Linked DNA regions of Mus musculus: all the other regions are linked to region 1. A link is a contact called in public promoter capture Hi-C data. All regions are on one chromosome and are shown on one strand. Each heading gives the region's core, a stretch centred on a gene start, on an enhancer-like site or on the middle of the called end of the contact. The rest is flanking DNA. Distances are from core to core; before and after follow the strand shown. Region 1 holds the start of Fbxo28 (F-box protein 28). Region 2 holds the start of Iars2 (isoleucine-tRNA synthetase 2, mitochondrial). Region 3 holds the start of Cnst (consortin, connexin sorting protein). Region 4 holds the start of Sccpdh (saccharopine dehydrogenase (putative)). Region 5 holds the start of Mtarc2 (mitochondrial amidoxime reducing component 2).

The links. Promoter capture Hi-C pulls out the DNA fragments that hold promoters and counts their contacts.
Region 2: a contact with region 1 is called in a promoter capture Hi-C map of hippocampal neurons, with 4 times the contacts expected there. The contact joins the promoter of Iars2 here to the promoter of Fbxo28 in region 1. A contact is called at or near these places in 3 of 39 promoter capture datasets (cranial neural crest, hippocampal neurons and pre-B cells).
Region 3: a promoter capture Hi-C map of pre-B cells shows a contact between it and region 1, with 6 times the contacts expected there. The contact joins the promoter of Cnst here to the promoter of Fbxo28 in region 1. A contact is called at or near these places in 3 of 39 promoter capture datasets (liver, neutrophils and pre-B cells), 1 of 484 Hi-C or Micro-C datasets (pre-B cells) and 1 of 9 other capture datasets (adipose tissue).
Region 4: a promoter capture Hi-C map of pre-B cells shows a contact between it and region 1, with 6 times the contacts expected there. The contact joins the promoter of Sccpdh here to the promoter of Fbxo28 in region 1. A contact is called at or near these places in 2 of 39 promoter capture datasets (hippocampal neurons and pre-B cells).
Region 5: a contact with region 1 is called in a promoter capture Hi-C map of liver, with 4 times the contacts expected there. The contact joins the promoter of Mtarc2 here to the promoter of Fbxo28 in region 1.

Annotation. Positions count from the first base shown.
Region 1 is chr1:182,339,936-182,343,536 of GRCm38.p6, forward strand. Fbxo28 (F-box protein 28) reads right to left here and starts at 1,671. Exons shown (of 5, transcript NM_175127.2): 1 at 1,388-1,671. The coding sequence starts at 1,654.
Region 2 is chr1:185,327,871-185,331,471 of GRCm38.p6, forward strand. Iars2 (isoleucine-tRNA synthetase 2, mitochondrial) reads right to left here and starts at 1,531. Exons shown (of 23, transcript NM_198653.3): 1 at 1,151-1,531. The coding sequence starts at 1,417. It also overlaps a transcript of Bpnt1 not described here.
Region 3 is chr1:179,544,648-179,548,248 of GRCm38.p6, forward strand. Cnst (consortin, connexin sorting protein) reads left to right here and starts at 1,882. Exons shown (of 11, transcript NM_146105.3): 1 at 1,882-1,969. Tfb2m (transcription factor B2, mitochondrial) reads right to left here and starts at 1,629. Exons shown (of 8, transcript NM_008249.5): 1 at 1,175-1,629; 2 at 251-339. The coding sequence starts at 1,484.
Region 4 is chr1:179,666,469-179,670,069 of GRCm38.p6, forward strand. Sccpdh (saccharopine dehydrogenase (putative)) reads left to right here and starts at 1,763. Exons shown (of 12, transcript NM_178653.3): 1 at 1,763-2,077. The coding sequence starts at 1,888.
Region 5 is chr1:184,843,901-184,847,501 of GRCm38.p6, forward strand. Mtarc2 (mitochondrial amidoxime reducing component 2) reads right to left here and starts at 2,008. Exons shown (of 8, transcript NM_133684.4): 1 at 1,646-2,008. The coding sequence starts at 1,917. Gm34451 (a long non-coding RNA gene) reads left to right here and starts at 1,947. Exons shown (of 2, transcript XR_865818.3): 1 at 1,947-2,337.

The sequences.
Region 1 (3,601 bases), core at 421-2,920:
CCATTGTCTGGCTGGCTGGCTGAATTCAATCAAATGTTATGCCCAATTGCCAAACGCAATTGTATATACAGCATACATTTTGGTCAAGTACCAAGCTTTATAAAATATAAAGGAAATATTTACCACTCTACACGAAATCCTAGGATGATGCTTTGAAAATCTAGGACAACTGTATTCTGAAATACCTACTCTAAACAGAAGAAATTTTCCATTCCACAGAGTGTGGGGAAACACACACAAAACCTGCCCCGGAGTTTGAATGAATGACTGCAAGCTGTTTTTAAAGATGATTTCCTTTGAAACACAATACTGGTCAATTTAGAGATGGAAGAATAGGGCTAAAATATGGCATAGCGATGAATAAGTAACCGCCACACACAGCACATTCAGAAAGATGTCTTTGTCCTTTTATCAACAATCCCGAGCACATTTAAGTGACTACATCAAACCAGCTCACAACCACTTCAAAATGTCCACCTCCTCCAATTTCCTAACCACCTAAGGGGAAATACCCCGGTAGGAAGTGAGATATCTTCCTGAACCAAGTAATTCATCAAATCTTCGGTCAAACCTCAGGGATGTAGTAAAATTCCAATGGCAATTTTTTTTCTTTTTAAATTTTGGCTAGGACAATGTGTTATTTTTAGGGTATAATAAGTAAACCACTCCGACTGCAGGAGGGTGGGCTTGAAGCACATTTGAAAAAAAAAAGCAAACAAGCGGGAGGGGGTAATAGCTTGACAAGGGGACAAGTTGCTTCGCTATAGTAAGGAGTGTCAGGGAGGCAAAGCCAGTCAGGTCATCATCTCCCAGGGCTCTACTTTAGTGAGCAACTAAGGCTCTGGGGTTTTAAACGCACAACACAACTGCAATCTTAGAACCGCAACTGGGGCTCAAGGGGGAGCGGGGGGGGGTGGGGGGGGGACAGCCAAACCCCCTTCATCCTTTTCAAGCAGAAAGCCTGGGTTGGAGGGACAATACACACTATTCTTGCAACACAACCCAAGCCTGGCTGGGATCCTCTGCCCACTTGGGAGTGAACTCCAGAGCCCGAGCGGGCAGTCGAGGCAGGCGCCTGCCCCTTCGGGAGTCCCTGTCGCCGGTCCAGCCGGGCGGAGGGCACCAAGCCCCGCTCCGTTACTTCTCGCAGGCGGGCGCGTCCCGGGCTAGGGGCGAGGAGACCCTCGGGGCGGGGCGAGGCGCAGAGCGGAGCCTCGCCCGCCCGGCGGTCGCGATGCCAGCGCGGCAGCAGCAAGCACCCCGCCGGCCGTCGCCAGCGCCACTTCCCGGCTGCCGGGGACGCGCGCGCTCCGTGTCCCGAGCCGGCGGGGCTCCCTCCCCAGGAACGCGCCGCCCTCGCCGGTCCTCCCCAGGCCTCGGCCCTCACCAGGCGGAGCTGGCTAATTTCGTCGTAGGACATAAAGCTGAGGATGTTCTCGATGGCTACGATGGGCAGCGCCACCAGTGTGTTGTTTTGGGGCAGGTGGTCCGGTGCCAGCGCGGGCGCGGCGGGTGCCTGGGACCCGGGCGGCGGGGCCTGCGACGGGGGCGCCGGGGGCTGTCGCTGAGCGGAGCCGGCAGCCGAACAGGAGCCGCCGTCGCCGTGGCCGCCGCCTCCTTCCTCAGCCATCCGCTCCTCAGACGCCGCCGCCATCTTGGGAGTTTGATTCCTTCCTCCAATGTAAGGGGATCGGGACACTTCCTGTGCGTCACTTCCTCCTCCTGGGGGGGGGGGAGCTTAAGGAGAGGGAGGAGCTCGTGGGATGACAGCTGGAAAGAGAGGCGAGCTTTCGGTGCGTCCATCGGAAAGGAGGGAAGATAGTGCACACTTCAAGAGAGGTGGTCGTTGTAGCTCTTTAAAATCGGAGACTGCCTTGTTAGAGTGGAAACGAGCAAGGATTCCGCAAACCCTAAGAAAGGCGGTCGTCATAGTCCCTTTCATCTGATAAAAGGAACGACAATGGAGCAGTTTTCTTTAAAAGCAACTCGCCAAAGGATGATAAAAACCATATCACCTTCATAAGTTTAGACGGAAATTTGTATTTAGATCAGCATCTCCCAAGAGTCACAGTGATAATTGCAGCATATAAAAAGGAATAAAACACCGCTAGTTTAAAACTACAAGACAACAGGTAAACCCTGAAAGCACATTAATGAAATAAAAACACAGAGTCACACACCATACGACTACTTTTATGTGAAATGCCCTATGTAGGCAGGTCCATAGAGTCAGGGGCGAGAGAGAGAGAGAGAGAGAGAGAGCACAAGCGAGCTTACAACACTTGGTGCACTTCCAGAAGACCCGAGTTTGGTTTCCAGCACTAACACTGGCCTTTGGTTTCCAGCACCAACACTGGCCTTTGGTTTCCAGCACCAACAACTGGCTGGTTTACAACTGCTTAACTGAAACAGAGTGGATTCGTGGTTGGTGGAAGTTGGGAATAAGGGAAGTGTGGAAGACAACAGACAGTTAATGGGTGCATTGTTTCTCACTGGAGGAATAGCCAGTGCTCTTAACCTCTAAGCCATCTCTCCAGTACCTGAATTGTGTGCTTAAAAAAAAAAAAAAAAAAAAGACTTTTATTCTCTGTGAATCAATTTAGGTGAGAACCAATGAAAAGATGCTAAAACCAGAAGACAAGCCTGTGGTAAGGTGTAGCACGTAGTCTCAAAATAACCCACTTCTCATGTAATGCATTAATCACAAAATAAGAAAGGTATGATACAGAAATTCAGGGAACAGGCTTATAATCACATGATTAGGAGTACCACCACAAGTTGTGGGAGGAAAGATCATCACGTGCCTCTTACTAGGACGCCCCATAGGTGACCCAGCATAATGTAGTATTATTTCATGCATAAAAATACACACTCTGCATCTGAAGTAAACAAAGTCAGGTTGGACTTGGTGGTGGTTTGGGTAAGATTGTTTCCTACAAGTTCAGATATTTGAACACTCAGTTCTGAGTTGGCCTTGCGCTTTGGGGTTTCTTTGGGAGGTGGGGCCTAGCTGAAGGAGGCGTGTCACTAGTAGACAGTGATTGCTTATAGTCCCACTCAACTTCCAGTTTGCTCTCTGGTGGTTTGTGCTGGAGGGTGAAGATGTGGTCTCTCAGCTTCCAGCTCCTCCCGCCATGCTTGCCACTTCATGCTGTGTCTCCTCGCCATGATGGACTCTTTCTTCTGTAACTTGCCTTCGTCCTGGTATTTTATCACGGTGACAGAAAAGTGACTAACGTACAGACTTGAACCTGTACTGATTCTGTCTTTGACTCCCATGATTCCAGTTCTTAGGTTTCATCCAGGATAACCAAAGTTCCGGTGCATGAGCCGTCTCGAGCACATTCAAACCACACGCACATCACAGAGGGCTGGTTAGTATTCAATATGTATTTTATGTCTAACTGTTTTCCAGACGTTTGCATATTCATAATGCGTTGATTTTCTCCCTACTAATAGACTGTAATTTTACTTTTGTGCTTAGGGCGTTGCTACCTCTTCAGAGAACCAATTTCAATTTAGTCTAAATGGAAATGATTTTCTACCTAGACTTATTAAAGTTAGAAGCTTTCTTGATGGGTTAAGTTGAAATAGAATTTCT
Region 2 (3,601 bases), core at 281-2,780, 3.0 Mb after region 1:
TGGAATAAACTAGAATTCTCTTAACACTTTCAGTAGTCTTTATTTATTTATTCTTAAGATTTTCTTTATTTTATTTATATAAGTACACTGTAGCTGTCTTCAGACACACCAGAAGAGGGCATCAGATCCCATTACAGATGGTTGTGAGCCACCACGTGGTTGCTGGGATTTGAACTCAGGACCTCTGGAAGAGCAATCAGTGCTCTTAACCACTGAGCCATCTCTCCAGCCCTTCAGTAGTCTTCAAAAATCCCAACAATTCTTCAGACTAAAGTGTAAACGTTTATGTGGCATGGTGGCTCTAAATTCTTAGCAAGTCTCTCAGTATTCACTACCTCAATACAGACCTGCTGAAAAACCTGTCTATTCCCAGTCCACTCTGCCACCCAAAACACACTGGTAATTTATTCTTTCAATTCTTTGGCCTCAATAATTCCCTAAATCCAAAGAATATTCAGGCTAACGCTATTCACTTAAGCAGTATTCCTGATTATCAGAAATATCTTAAATACTCTAGTGTGCAGACACTAACGAATGAATCTCAGACGTTAGCAAATTCAGTATGACATAGGAGACAGATACCGACGACACAGGGGACCCAGAAAAGGGCCGCTACTTTGTCCTTCAAAGAAATCATGATTCCTGTGAAAAACCTAAACATGTGACTAAGGTGGGGTTCAACCTCCCTTCTTTGGTAATACTTTTATAATGTTTTAAGTTTAGTTTTAAGTTTCTCTTTGATTATTCGTGTGTGGTGCACGCGAGCGCGGGTGCCTGCAGACAGAGGTCAGGCATCGGATCTTCTGGAGTTGGAGTTACAGGTGGTTGTGAACTGCCAGACTTGTGTGCTGGAAACGGAACGCGGATCCTCCGCAAGGGTGGCAAGCGCTCTTAGGCGCCGAGCTACCTCTCCAGCCCACTCCTGAAGTTTCATTTACACATGCTCACGCTGGCTACTTTCTGACAAGTGACAAAGGGAAAAGTGTGCAAAGCCGACTCGCTGGGAGCGGAAATCGGAAGGTGCTCGGTGCGGCTCCGGGCTTCACTTTGGAACCCGGCCCGCTGGGCGCTCGCCGGGGAAGCCGCGCGGCCTGCAGGGTTCCCGCAGAGCTGGCCCGCCCCGCCCTGCTCGGGTGGCCGCGTCCGGTACCTGCTGGATCTCCAGCTCCATGTCGGACTGCTGGCGGCCCAGCAGCTTCATCGGGAAGCTGGTCTGCGGCAGCAGCACCGTGTCACGGTATCTGCCGCCTTTCGAGCTGCTCTGGGGGCTGTCCGCCCCGGCCACGGATCGTACCACGAGCCTCCTCGTCATCCCCAGACACCCTAGGCGGCTGGGCAAACGGGCTGGCCCCCAGAAGCTCCCAGCCGCGGCGACCGCCGCCGCCCCGGGCCCGCGAGGGCACAGCCCCCAGTGCATGGTGGACGAGCCGGGCGGAGCCCTCCGCACACGGCCCACGGCAGCCGCCCGGTACCTAAAGGTAGAGACCCTTGAAGAGCTCGGCGGCGAGGAACTGCGCACGCGCTCCGGGGCGGAAGGGGCGGGGCAAGAGCAAGGGCGGGGTTTTCCGGCTTGGAAGTCTGTATCTCTACAGGTCTTTCATGAGGTCTAGTAGGGGTAGAGAGAGGTGTTTACTATCACTCGGCTTTCCCCAATCAGATACATTTAATTAACTTGTCCAGGGTCATAAACAAAAGTAGCAAAGCTAAAGCCGTGCAGTGGTGGTGCAGGGGATTAGTCCCAGCACATGGTGGCAGAGCCAGTCGGGTCTCCAAGTTCGAGGCTAGCCTGGTCTACAGAATGAGCTCCGCAGGACAGCCAGGGCTACACGGGTTTACAACTGTAATTTTGCCATTTTTGTGCCACACTTTAACAAAAATGTATAGAAAGTGACTACAAACAAGATAAAGGAAGGGGGGAAAGGTAAGCACAGGCAATTCATAAAAAAAATATAGCCAATGAATGCAAAACTATGCTCACCTTTGGGAGTCAGGATGACACAGAGCCATCTAATAGATTAGAACAAGCATGAAGTTTGGTAGCAAGTATCGAGAGAGTGGAAACGTGGACTGCCAGAGGTAGTATACAGCCTGTTTTGCCTTCTCATTTCCGTGTGTGTGTGTGTGCATATTTGCATGTGTGGGCATGCATCTATGTGTGCATGTGGAAGTCCTAGGTTGATGGTGGGAATCATCTTCCATGCCTCTTTCACCTCATTCAAGGAGTTAGGGTCTCTCAGAAACAAAGAGCTGGCCCATATGGTTAGTCTTTCTAAGCAGCTGGCTCGGGGGATGCGGGCCTTCCCCCGCACCTGGAATTATACACGGTGTTTAAGCGTTTTTGTGAATTCTCCTGTTTGTACCACCATCTCCCCTGCTCTGTAGTAAATGACAGCATTTACAATACCGTTCTCTGAACTGTAGTTTCCCATTTGAGAACCTGACTGACAGCTGTCATCTCACAGCAGCATGAAGAAAACATTACCACCAAACTCTCCAGAACAACTAGCTGTATTCAATCAACTAGGCTGTTTTCTGGGAAACCCTATGAGAAGATATGTAGCTGGTCTGAGCTACTTTGTGGATTCTTTTCCCATGCTTTATTCTCCCAGTTTCATCCTCTACCTCTAGATAGGAGAAGAACAATGATAGAGGAGAGAAAAAGAGATACAGACCCCAATCTTATTTTCTCTGTGAGCACAACTATGCCACCCTGTCTCCACTCTTTAGCATTTATATACCATCTGAAAAGTTGATTTCAAATATCATACAATCACAGAAATTATCCACAGGTAGCAAAACCACGCCTCTGCTAGGGCAAGAGGCAAATCAGAGTCAGCAGCCGCTGTCATAGTTGGATGGTCTGAAGCAGCCCCATATCCCCGCATCTGGGATTCAAGCAAAAACATTTGTTTGTCTGTTTTTTTAAAAACAAACAAAAACAAAAAAAACAAAACTCCAGAATTCTCCCTACAAAGATACTGTGAGCTCATGAAAGAGGCATACTTCCCAGAGTGCCGGTGGACTCTGCATCTCAGTGGCTAAGCTAAATCCATGAGAGAGAATGTATCTGTCCGTATTTATGGCAATTGTTACGCCGTTACAATGTAACTACAAAAACTAATGTATGGACTGTTAAGTTTTTTGTTTTGTTTTGTTTTGTTTTGTTTTGTTTTTTGATTTATTTATGTGTATGAGTCTTTGCCTGGGTGTATTTATGTGCACCATTTGTGTGTCTGGTACCAGAGGAGGTCAGAAGAGGTTGTGGAGCACCATGGAACTAGAGGTTTGGATAGTTGTGAGCCTGTGCTGGGAACCAAACCCCAGTGCTCTGGAAGAACGTGTGCTCCAAACTGCCTGCTGAGCCATCCCACCAGCATCCAGTGTACGGCTTTAGAGGGTGTGTGTTGTAGACATTTTTACCACACCTGAAAGGTATGTCTAAATACAGAGTAAATGAAATAAACTAAAGAAGTCTTTCCCAGGGCTGGAGAGGTGGCTCAGCTGTTAAGAGCACTGACTCCTCTTCCAGAGATCCTGAGTTCAATTCCCAGCGACCACATGGTGGTTCACAACCATCTGTAATGGAATCAGATGCCCTCTT
Region 3 (3,601 bases), core at 632-3,131, 2.8 Mb before region 1:
GATTTGAAGAACAGGAGGGCAGAAACACTTTCTTCCTGAAGCTACACCTGAGGGCTTCCAACTGTCCTTTATTCCAAAATACTCACTTATTATTAATGAGTCATGCTTTGAGGTTATCATTTTCGGGGCCCCAGTAGGAACTAGAAAAGAGATTTCAGAACTCCCAAGCTTTCAGAAACTCAACAAGCATGGAACACTCAACAGGTCCTAGTCTTTATAGATATATTACTTTAGGAACATAAAAATATACCTCCAAATGTGGAATAAAAGTCTTTTCACTTTCAAAGGCAACCACTCTGGCACCAGCTTTAAGTAATGCCCCAGTCAGGATTCCAGGACCTGGTATATTAACAGAAAAACTTTATTTGCAAAATAAACAACATACTGTCTGATTCTGTCTCTCCATTTCTATCTGTCTGTCTGTCTGTCTGTCTGTCTCTCTCTCTCTCTCTCTCTCTGTGTGTGTGTGTGTGTGTCTTTCTCTTCCTCTATTTTTAAGACAGGATCTCACTGTGTAGCTCTGGCTGTCCTGGAATTCACTCTGTAGACCTCGATGGCCTCCAACTCACAGATCAGTCTGCCTCTTGCTGGGATTAAAGGTGTGTGCCATTGCATCCGGCCACAGTCACTTTCAAAGTCGACTTTACACAAGCTTCAACGACACAATGTTTCCAGATAACATTCTTTTTGCATATAGAAAACTATGATTAGGCAGTTACCTTGAACCCACAACATCTCAACAGGTAAGCTGTACAGCCTTCTGTCTGTCAGTGACAGCAACACTTACTGTCCTAACAAATGTCACTATTTCCTAGAAGAAAAACAAGTATATAAGATAGTATGTAAGATTGCGACTACCTCTTACTCACGGACTATTTGAATGTTTAGCCATAAAAATTACTGTCAAGTCTAAACGAAATGACTGTCAGTAAGAAGTGATGCTTAAGAAAGAAAAAAATACAATTCAGGGTCAATGAGAACGCTCAGAGGGCAATGGCGGTTGGCGTAAAGCCTGAACACTTCGTTTCAATCATTGAGATCACAAGTGTAGGGCGAGAACTGACTCTCGCTAAGTCGTCTTCTGACCTAAACACGCGCGCATACACAATAAACAAACACTAATTTAGGATATTGGGCACGTAAACGCTAAGGGCAAAGCTTCTGTTCAACTCACCTGGATTGCACTCTAGTATAATTTGACGGGATGGGTTTTGGTGCTCCAGCAGGTCCCGTACCAGGTTCCTGGCCGCTTTCTTACATGCTATGTGACGCGTAGGCTCCGATCGATTCCTGGATGTCCACGGGGACGACTCCTCCAAATCAGAATCAGGCAACGGCTCTATATTGAAGTCAGAGAAGCCGCGGCGGTTCCTCGTTTGCCAGTCCTTCCGCGTCGCCGCTCCGGACCCTAGAATGCAAGATGGGCCGCGGGCCAACGCTGACAGCGCGATCCGCGGGGGAAGCCGCATCGCCGGTCCCCTCATCCTCCTCTAAAGTCCACCTCAAACACCAGTTAAGGTAGCCTCTGCGAAGAACGCAGAGCACCCCATCACACGTGCACACATTTCACCACCACACTAGGCCGGGCGGAAGTAAACATTACGAATGGCGCATGCGAACGACCTAGCCTCAGTCCTTTGCTCACTCGCTTCCGCTTCCGCCTAGGCTCCGCCCCCAGGCTCCTGTGCGTGGACTCTCCGGGTGTGTCCGTGCTGGAACTCTATGGTCGCCCGCCCTCCGCACTTCCTCTCTAGCCGCGGTCTCGCACTCTATGCTCCTCGGTCCGGCCGCCAGCCGGGAGGGTTGCGCAGAGGGAGGCGGGGCGGGAAGGCTAGAGGTGTCCGATCCTCCAGTGCCGCGGGAGACCCGAGCCGGCGGTGTGACAGCTCGTCGGCCGCCATGTCAGCGCGCGGGGCTGGAAACAGACCCGGCGCCCGGCGGTAGCCCTTGCATTGCCTCGGATGCCCAGGTAAGACCAGCAGCCCGGCTGCAGGGGATCAGCCGGCTGGCGGCGACCGCCGAGCTGTGGGGAGTCGCTGGCTCCTCCCCGGGCGCTGTCCTCCCCGGAGTTGCAGCGGGTCCCTCTCGCATCCGCCCCCTCTCGGATCTCCTGTTTTCCCCGCTTTTCTGCGGGTACGCGGTTGTCGCGCGTCGCGCCAATTTCTCCGCGCGCGCTCCCCTCCCCGGGGACCCGGCAGCTTCTACTCCGCGTCGGTGTCTCTGTTCGGTGGCCCGTCGCCTGTGCCAGCTTCCCTGCGGGTAGCTTTTATTTGCCCCCATATACCTTCTTTCCCCTCCACAGCTACCTCTTTGGTTGTCAGGAACCGCCGAGTGCCTCCCTTCTTTCCCTCCCTGTGGGCCAAGATTTACCTTTTCTTTTTAATATGCATGTTTGCAAGACTGAAATTTCAGGCTGAAAAATTTTAATATTTGAAAGCTTAAAATTCCTTCCCATGTTTAAAAGGATTAAAGCCTTAGGAAGCTTCCTTATTCTCTGTGTAAACTTAGTTAAGCACATTGTACCGTAGAATGCAATTTAAAAGGCCGATTGCAAAGACTAAAAATAGGATACTCTAATGGGAATTTTGGCAGTGTTAGAAGATCCTTTTCTTTGAGAGTGATTTCGGTGTTTGGGGATCGTACTCAAAGCTTTGCCCATTATCCCTTCCATCAAGGCTGGAAGCTGCGGCCAATCAACTTCTTAGTTTAAAATATGTACAATCCTTTCTGCTTACTCTGCTGGCAGCATAATTGAGCTTGGCATATAAATGCACAAGGAAAGAGTTTCTCAGGAATGTGTCACCTGCCAAGTAGCCTCAAGATTGCCCTTAGCTAATGAAACTCTAGGGCGGAAAGAATTGACACCTGAAGATGGCCTTTTTTGCATGGTAAGTTAGTACACTGCAGAAGCTATTAACTGTTGTTCACTGATCTTGATTTTGTTAAGTTTTTGTTTTGTTTTTTAACATCCTTTCTTTATTGAAATTATTCTTCCCAGGCATGGTGGTAAAAGTCTGTGCTCCTGGCATTCAGGAGGCTGATTACCCACCAGTTGGAGGCCAGCCTGGGATGCATAGAGTTCAGGGCTAGTTTAGGATATAGTGAAACCATGTCTCAGGAAAAGAAAAAAAGCAAAGGTGACCCCCCCCCATTGGCATTTTGATAAACTCAGAAGGATTCTAGACTTGCACCCCTCCCCAGAGCTATATTTTAACAATTGAATATGGCAGAATGATTTTTATAATTTTTATTAATTAAATAATTAATTAACTTTACCTCACGATCCTTGCCTCCCCTGCCTCCTCTCCTCCCAGTCCCTCCCTCAGAATGATTTTTAAAAAATATCAGAGCAATAACAAAATTTACTTACCCAGTATATTCTTGAGTTTTTCATTTTTAAAATAAGCCTCTTAAGGCAAGGGGATTGTAGCTCAGTGGTAGACCACTTCGCACGTATAAGGCCCTGAATTCCAGACCTAGCACCATTTTTAAAAATTTCACAATGCCTGTGGACCACAGCCTACTCAGTCCAAGGAAACTTGGGGCAGGGTTTATTTTCCTTTTGAGTGGTTGGCGTTAGGAAAGTTATATTTATCATTGT
Region 4 (3,601 bases), core at 513-3,012, 2.7 Mb before region 1:
TGGAGAGATGGCTCAGTGGTTAAGGGCTACTGGTTGTTCTTCCAAAGGACCCAGGTTCAATTCCCAGCACCCACATGGCAGCTCACAACTGTCTGTAACTCCAGCACCTGATCCTCTCACACCAATGCACATAAGAGTAATTTTCTCTGCCTTGAAGTCCAGTCACCGGCATCCAGAAAGACTACCAGAGGCCCAGAGACCCAAAGCAACAGGCACATCTGACTAAAGACTGAAAATACACAAACTGCAAACCTAAGCAAACTTCTTCTTCTTTGCAAGTTAATTTATCAGATATTTTCTTTTTGTTTGGTTTTGTGTGTGTGTGTTTTGCCTGTGTGTACTTCTGTGCATCATGTAAGTACCCGGTACCAGAGGAAGCCAGAAGAGAGTACCAGATCCCCTGGAACTGGAGTTACAGAAGGCTGTAAGTTGCCTTGTGGGTGCTAGGAATCGAACCTGAGTTCTCTGGAAGAGCATCTAGTGTGCTTAACTGTGGAGCCATCTCTTCATTCCCCAAGAATTTCTTGATCGTGAGAGAAAACCAACTAGAGCATTAAAAACAAAACAAAACAAAACAACAACAACAAAAAACAGCAGGGGAAGCTGGTCCAGTGCTCAGGAGGCAGAGGCTGGTGGATCTGAGCTGGAGGCTGGCCTAGTCTACCAAGAGAGTCCCAGGACAGCCACCAGAGTTAACAAAGAGAAACACTGTCTCAAAAAAACAAAAGAAAAGGAGTGGGGTGGGAAGTGGGGTGGAAGGCTTGTAATTCAAAGACTCAGGAGACTGACACTGGAGGACCCAGATTCTGAGGCCACAGAGAAGCTGTCTGGAAACAAAAGCAACAACAAAACTTTAAGCAAGCTTAAGACAAAGGAAAACAAACAAACAAACAACGCTCAACAATAATCAGCAATTTGGGCAGCCCTGAAAACCAGAGCTGGGTCTAAGAAATCCAGAACGGAATTCAAGTCAAGTGATATTTACAGAAAAAAAAAAAAAAAATCACTAAGGCAAATGAGAGGCTTCATGGGATAGTGGTCATCTAAATACCCTGGCCTAGCTGCTGTACCCACCCCCATGGACATTCTGCTTTCTACAATAAGTCTCAACGAACACGATTAGGTTTGGTCTGTAGCAGCTCCGAGAATAGCTCAGTAGGCACAAGTGCTTACTGCTGATCCTGACATTTGATCCCTAGACTAGTTGTCCCCTGGCTCCTGTGGCACGGGCGTGTGCACAGACAAGACATACAGACGCATAAACAAACTTAAAAATAATTTAAAAAATTTTTTTAAAGGAAGCCTAGCCCAAAGCAATGGTCTCTGACACCATCAGAAAGGCTGGATGACAGACAGTCAGTCCAATGCTCTCAGCTCGGGTCACCAGCGTTCCTTATTGCTAATAAGCTTCTCCTCCGCCACCGACTTCCAAGCTCCAGTTCTCGGCGTGGGCGACCCCCCGGCCGTCTCTTTTCGCAATCCCCCCAGAGAAGCGGGAAGAACCGGCCCGCCCTGGTTCTGCTTCAGGGGAACCAAGAGGACGCGATGATTCGGGTGGCCAGATTGATGCGGGTAGCCGGGCGGCGGGCAGCAATGGGCCGTCGGCCGCTCCTGTCAGCCACCGAAGCGGACGTGCAGCCCGAGCCGGATGTGGCGGCGCGGCACCGGCCGGTGGCCCGGGATGCGGCGCAGCAGCTTGGTCGCGAGGAGGCGTGGGCGTGGCTGTGGGCGTGGCCCGCGCGTGGGCCGAAGGGAGCCGGGCGCTGTAGCCGCGCCGACGGCGGCCAGGACAGCGGCGGTTGCTGCGCCCGGTACTGGGGTCCCGGCCTGAGGCGCAGGCGCGGTGGACTCAGCCCGCCCCGGGCTGCAGCTCGCTGTGGACTCGTCATGGCGACGGAGCAGAGGCCTTTCCACCTGGTGGTGTTCGGCGCCTCTGGCTTCACCGGCCAGTTCGTGACGGAGGAGGTGGCCCGGGAGCAGATAGCCTCGGAGCAGAGCTCCCGCCTGCCCTGGGCCGTGGCGGGTCGCTCCAAGGAGAAGCTGCAGCAAGTGCTGGAGAAGGCTGCCCAGAAACTGGGTAACACGGCGGGGTCGCCGGGGTGGGCAGGGCCGGGCCGGGCTGGGCGCAGGTCGCCGAGGGGCGTCTCCCTAGCGTGCGCCTGCATCGAGCCCTGCGGGAGGACCGGACGCCTCGCCTGGCCGAGCCGGGCCGGGCCTTGTTCCGCTCCTAAATTAAAGGAAAAAAAGAAGAAAAGGCTTTTCTCTCCCTCCCAATTTGGGGATCTCCACTGTCGAGAGAGAGTTCAGAACTTCAGTGGCTCCTCTGTCCATCTCTGTTGTTCTGATGGGTTTGAAGGGTTCTTGTACTTGTGGGAAAGGGAAATAAGACACGGATTTCTTGGAGGTCCATTGTAGTTTGTCTCTTGGGGACAATTAAGAAAGCTGAGTTGTACTAGCAATATTATAGTGCACCTATTTTTGTGGCTTGGTGATACGGATTTAGCTCAGCACTTCTGAACGTGGTAAGCATATACACCGTGCTTCTGAGTTACCCCGCTAGCTGCTTGCTTTTTTGTGTGTGTGTGTTTTTCTGGTTTTCAGTTTGTGTTTTTGCTTGTCGAAATCCGCCTGCAGTTCTCACTTTAATTGCTTGAGGCAGTGTGGGCTGACCTGGACATACTGATGCCCTTGCCTCTTCGCACCCCCACCCTCCACTCCAGTCGTCTTATTCTTAATAAAAATGTGGGAATTTTTTTTTTCTTTTTAAGTTTTGGATGTTTACTTATTCTTTCAGCTTCTAGTCAACATGTTGATTGAGTAGTATTTTCCATGCTAGGCCTTGTCCTAAGTGTTGTGATGCACACATGGGAGTGAGGAGGGACACGTGGGTGCTCTTGCGTGTACACACACACACACACACACACACCCAACCTTTTTGCTTTGGGGAAGCACCCGACTTAGAACCCCATAGCCTTGGAGTTTGGCAACTAAATCTCCACCCAGGACAAGTCATACTTGTTCTTCATTCTTTCTATTCAGTTTTATGGTTCCACACTGAGCCTTGTCAGGGCAAGGGAACACAGCCTTTTGTTTTGTGCTGCCATTGCTAACACACAGAACCTTGACAGAGAAGTTTTGGACATTTATTGTTTTCTGGAAAACAGGCCATTATTAAAATACATTGTTCCTTTTATTTTCCCTCAGTGAGAGTATAGCAGTGGTTCTCAGAGACCTGTGGATTGCAGACCCCTTGAAGGTCGAATGACTGTTTCATAGGGGTTGTCTAAGATCATCGGAAAACACAGATGCTTAGATTATGATTGACAACAGTAACAAAATTACAGCTATACATTAGTAACGAAAATAATTTTTATGGTTGGGGTCACTACAACATGAGGAACTGGATTAAAGGGTCACAGCACTAGGAAGGCAGAGAACCACTGCTGTATAATTATAACCTAATTCCTTACCATCTACATTGCCCAAATTAGGCAGCTTTGCAGAGAGTGCCTTAATCAGTGGAGACTTGCATGGCTCTATTGGGTCAATTAGTTCCAGTTATTTCCTTATAAGCTTGGATGATTTTATATAGGCTGGACTA
Region 5 (3,601 bases), core at 758-3,257, 2.5 Mb after region 1:
AGAGATGCAGTTCTATTTACTTCATTGAATCCCCAGGGAGCAGAAAAAAGCAGGGCAAAGGACACCTTTTCTCCCTACACCAGCAACATCACAGGCAAGCCATGATAATCTCAGTGAGGCACACGCCATGCTCTGATGATCTGAGGAAACAGGTCGGTCGGTACTGGTTGCCTGTGAGATACCCCAGGGTTCCTAGGTGAGAGGAAAGATGCTCACATCTGCCTTGCCACCTCTGGTTAACACGGTGGGCCTCAGAACCCCCTGGGTGTTGTACAGTATCCAGTACCAGGTACCCAAGGTCTTCCTGACCGCAGAGATCTTAACCTCCACACTTTAATAAACTCTAAACATCTTTCTCACAATGATCTCGCAGGAAACCATTTCATTATAGCAGAACAATCCCCTGGGGGGATTCTCCATTCTTGGTGATTTCAATTCATTTGGACAGGGATGGGACTCTCGAGGAATGGTAGTATTTTATTTCATTTTATTTCATTTCAGTATATACACAAGTTTTCATATAGCTCAGGCAGGCCTTGAACCCAAATCTACAGCTTCCCTGGAAGTGACCTTGAACTTCTGATCCTCCTGTGTGGAAATGACTGGCATGTGCCACCATGCCTCCCTTGGATGCTGGAGGATAAAATTCAGGGCTTCACGAACCCTTGGCAAACACTCTCTCCTACCAACGGAGCTATATCCCCAGGCCCTCAGTAAATGATAATTTAAACCCAAACCTCCCAGCATTGCAAACATAGGCCGCCAATGAGGAATGGAAAATCCATGAGCGGAATTCCTGATCTATAAATTTATTCTGTAGCAGAACTAAACTCTTTTTTTTTATTCTAACCTCCTTTATTATTATTTCATACCCGTTTGTGACTAGCTCTCTATCGCCATCTACCACAACCCCTCCCTCGCCCCACCCCCGGCAAACCGTGTAATTCTGCTCCTTACTCGTTCAAGTGGTCACCAGAACTAGAGGGAAGGCCCGATGTTCTTGAAAACGCTCAGCCAATGGCATTTTATATTTCTAGTGTCCTACAGTTAGGAGAGCTGTACGGACAGCTGACAGGGGAGTCTCCCCCCCCCCCCCCACCCCCCAGGGTTCCAGGAATGCTCCAACTCAGTTTTCCAAAACTACTTTAGCCAGAAGCACGGGCTTCGCAGCTAAAGGATCAAAGCTCGACAGCCCAGAGAATTCAGGCAACAAGCCTCAGTTCTGTGAAGCCGAAAGGGGTGGGGGCCGAAATCCAGGCGCTCTGTTTCGCTTTAGAGTAAATTTGCATGTGGTAAAACTAAAATTCTCCTCCCGGAAGGTCTCCCCACAGACATATTTGGGCTTGCAAACTTAGATTTCAACTTGAACACGCTCGTCAATGTGCACCGTGCTGTAACTGCTGTCATCTCTTTCCCATATGTGTGTTTCCCAGAAGCAACAAACCCTTACTTTCTAGGTTTGGGGAGAACACAGCTTGCAGTACGGAACTCCTCTCTCGACTTGCTCCAGGCTCAGGCTCACAAAGTTTGCACTCACCGAGGGGCGCCTGGTTCCAGGTCTCACACTTCCGAGCAAGGATAGGCAAGGCCCCACCTCCCTCGCCCCGGCCCATTCGCGCCCGGTGCAGTGCGGGGCTCGGCGTACCTGTCGCGCACTTTGCCACAGCGCAGCCCCATGTCCGTGCACTCGGTCTCACACACCGACACCCCCTTGCAGGACTTGATCGGGTAGATCCAAACCTTCGACACCGTGCCCACCTGCTGCAGCTGCCGGCGCCGCCGGGGACGCGTGCGACGCCAAGCTACGGTCCCCAGCGCCACCGCAGCCAGCCCCAGCGCGGCGACGCCGAGCCAGGTGGACCGCGGCTGCCCAGGGAGGCCGAGGCGAGCCAGAGCCGTAGAGCTGGAGGAACCCATGTTACACTATCCCGGGCAGGCCTGGGCTACTGGGCCGCGGTGTCGAGGCGGGGCTTAAGGCTCCGGGAGTGTGGGAGGAGCCAGGGTTGGCGCAGCCGCACTGCCTGTCAAACTTATGCTGCTCACGTCCAGATCAGTGTCGGCGGAGCCTGGCCCACGCCCATCGCGGGTGACAGCGTGGGGTGGTCACTTTCATTTTACTTTGTCTCTGTCCGCCTTTAAAGTGATCCCTCCCCCCATGACTCTTCAACCTGCTACACTCATTAACCCTTTTGCTTCTAAAAGGAGCACACTCAATTGTGCAAGAAGCTGCTGCACTGAAATGAAGCAGAATGGAGGAATGTTTCCTGGGGACAACTTTGGGATAGGTCTCCCGAAGATCGCGCAACTCTCTGGAACGCTCGGCTTCCATCTCTGCAGGTAGAGACAAAACTACTGGCGCGGCTTCTGGCAGCGTGACCTGAGGTTACAGGTACACCAGCCAATTAAGACAGCGCAAGGAAGGGAAAGGCTGCCAGAGCTTACCACTTGCTGAGGTCCGAATAGAGGACTCTGGTCGACTTTTCTCAGACAACGATCTAAACGGAATCCAAATGTCAGGCTTTGGCTAAGAGATAGCCCCAAGTTCAAGATCACGGTGGGCTATTGATGGCCAGGACCTGTCTCAGAAGCATCAATGATTAACTCATCAGTTGAAAGCCGCTCAACCCATAAAGGTCCTGGCTGCCAACACTGACATCTCGAATTCAGTCCCTGGGAGCCATGTGATAGAAGGGAGGGAACCATTTCTTGAACAAACAGAGAGAGTGGGAGGGAGAAGGAGAGGGGGACTGGGAAGGGGAGGGGAAGACTGAGACAAGAGACACGAGAGAGGAGAGGGTGGGAGGTGTACATGGAGAGACAGAAAGAGGAGACAGGGGGAGAATAAACGCTAAATAAATAAATGGCGAAATGACTCAGTGGTTAAGAGCACCCAGATGGACTCCCAGTACTTACATAGCAGATCGTATCTGTCTGCAATTCCAGTGCCAAGAGACCCCCACTCTCTCTGCCCCCTGCAGACCCCCACTCTCTCTGCCCCCTGCAGACCCCCACTCTCTCTGCCCCCCGCAGATAGCTGGAACACAGGTGGTACTCAGGCATACATGCGGGCAAAAACATCCACATACTTAAAATAAAAATAAAAATTTTAAAATAGCCAAGGGCTTAGAATGTTGAATTCTGCTGCGTGGACAGTCACCAGAGACGACAGACTTCTGCATGGGAGGAAAGACAGGACAGAGCCCCAACCTCTGTAACTGGCAGAGCAAGTGTGTTTGCTTCTGATAGGTGACACAGACTGAGAGAGCCTACCCATGTAGCACGTGTTCCCCCCCCCCTTCTCTGCCCCTTCACTTTCCCTCTGAAAAGCTCAATGCCTACTAGATCTGAGCTCATCCCCACTACAGACACACACTCTGTCAATAGTTACTTGATGGATAAAACCCAGGCTTCACAGTTTAACTGATGTCTGCCATTATTTTGTAAAAATTTCATTCAAGCAGACTACTGGGATAAGAACAGACTTTCTTACATAGGATGGGAGTTGGTTTATTTTTCAAAGGATGGTTCTTTGCATCAAGACATAATCTGTCCAAGGCCTCTTGAGGAGGCCAATCTGTTGTCCCCTCCAAAGTAGGACTAA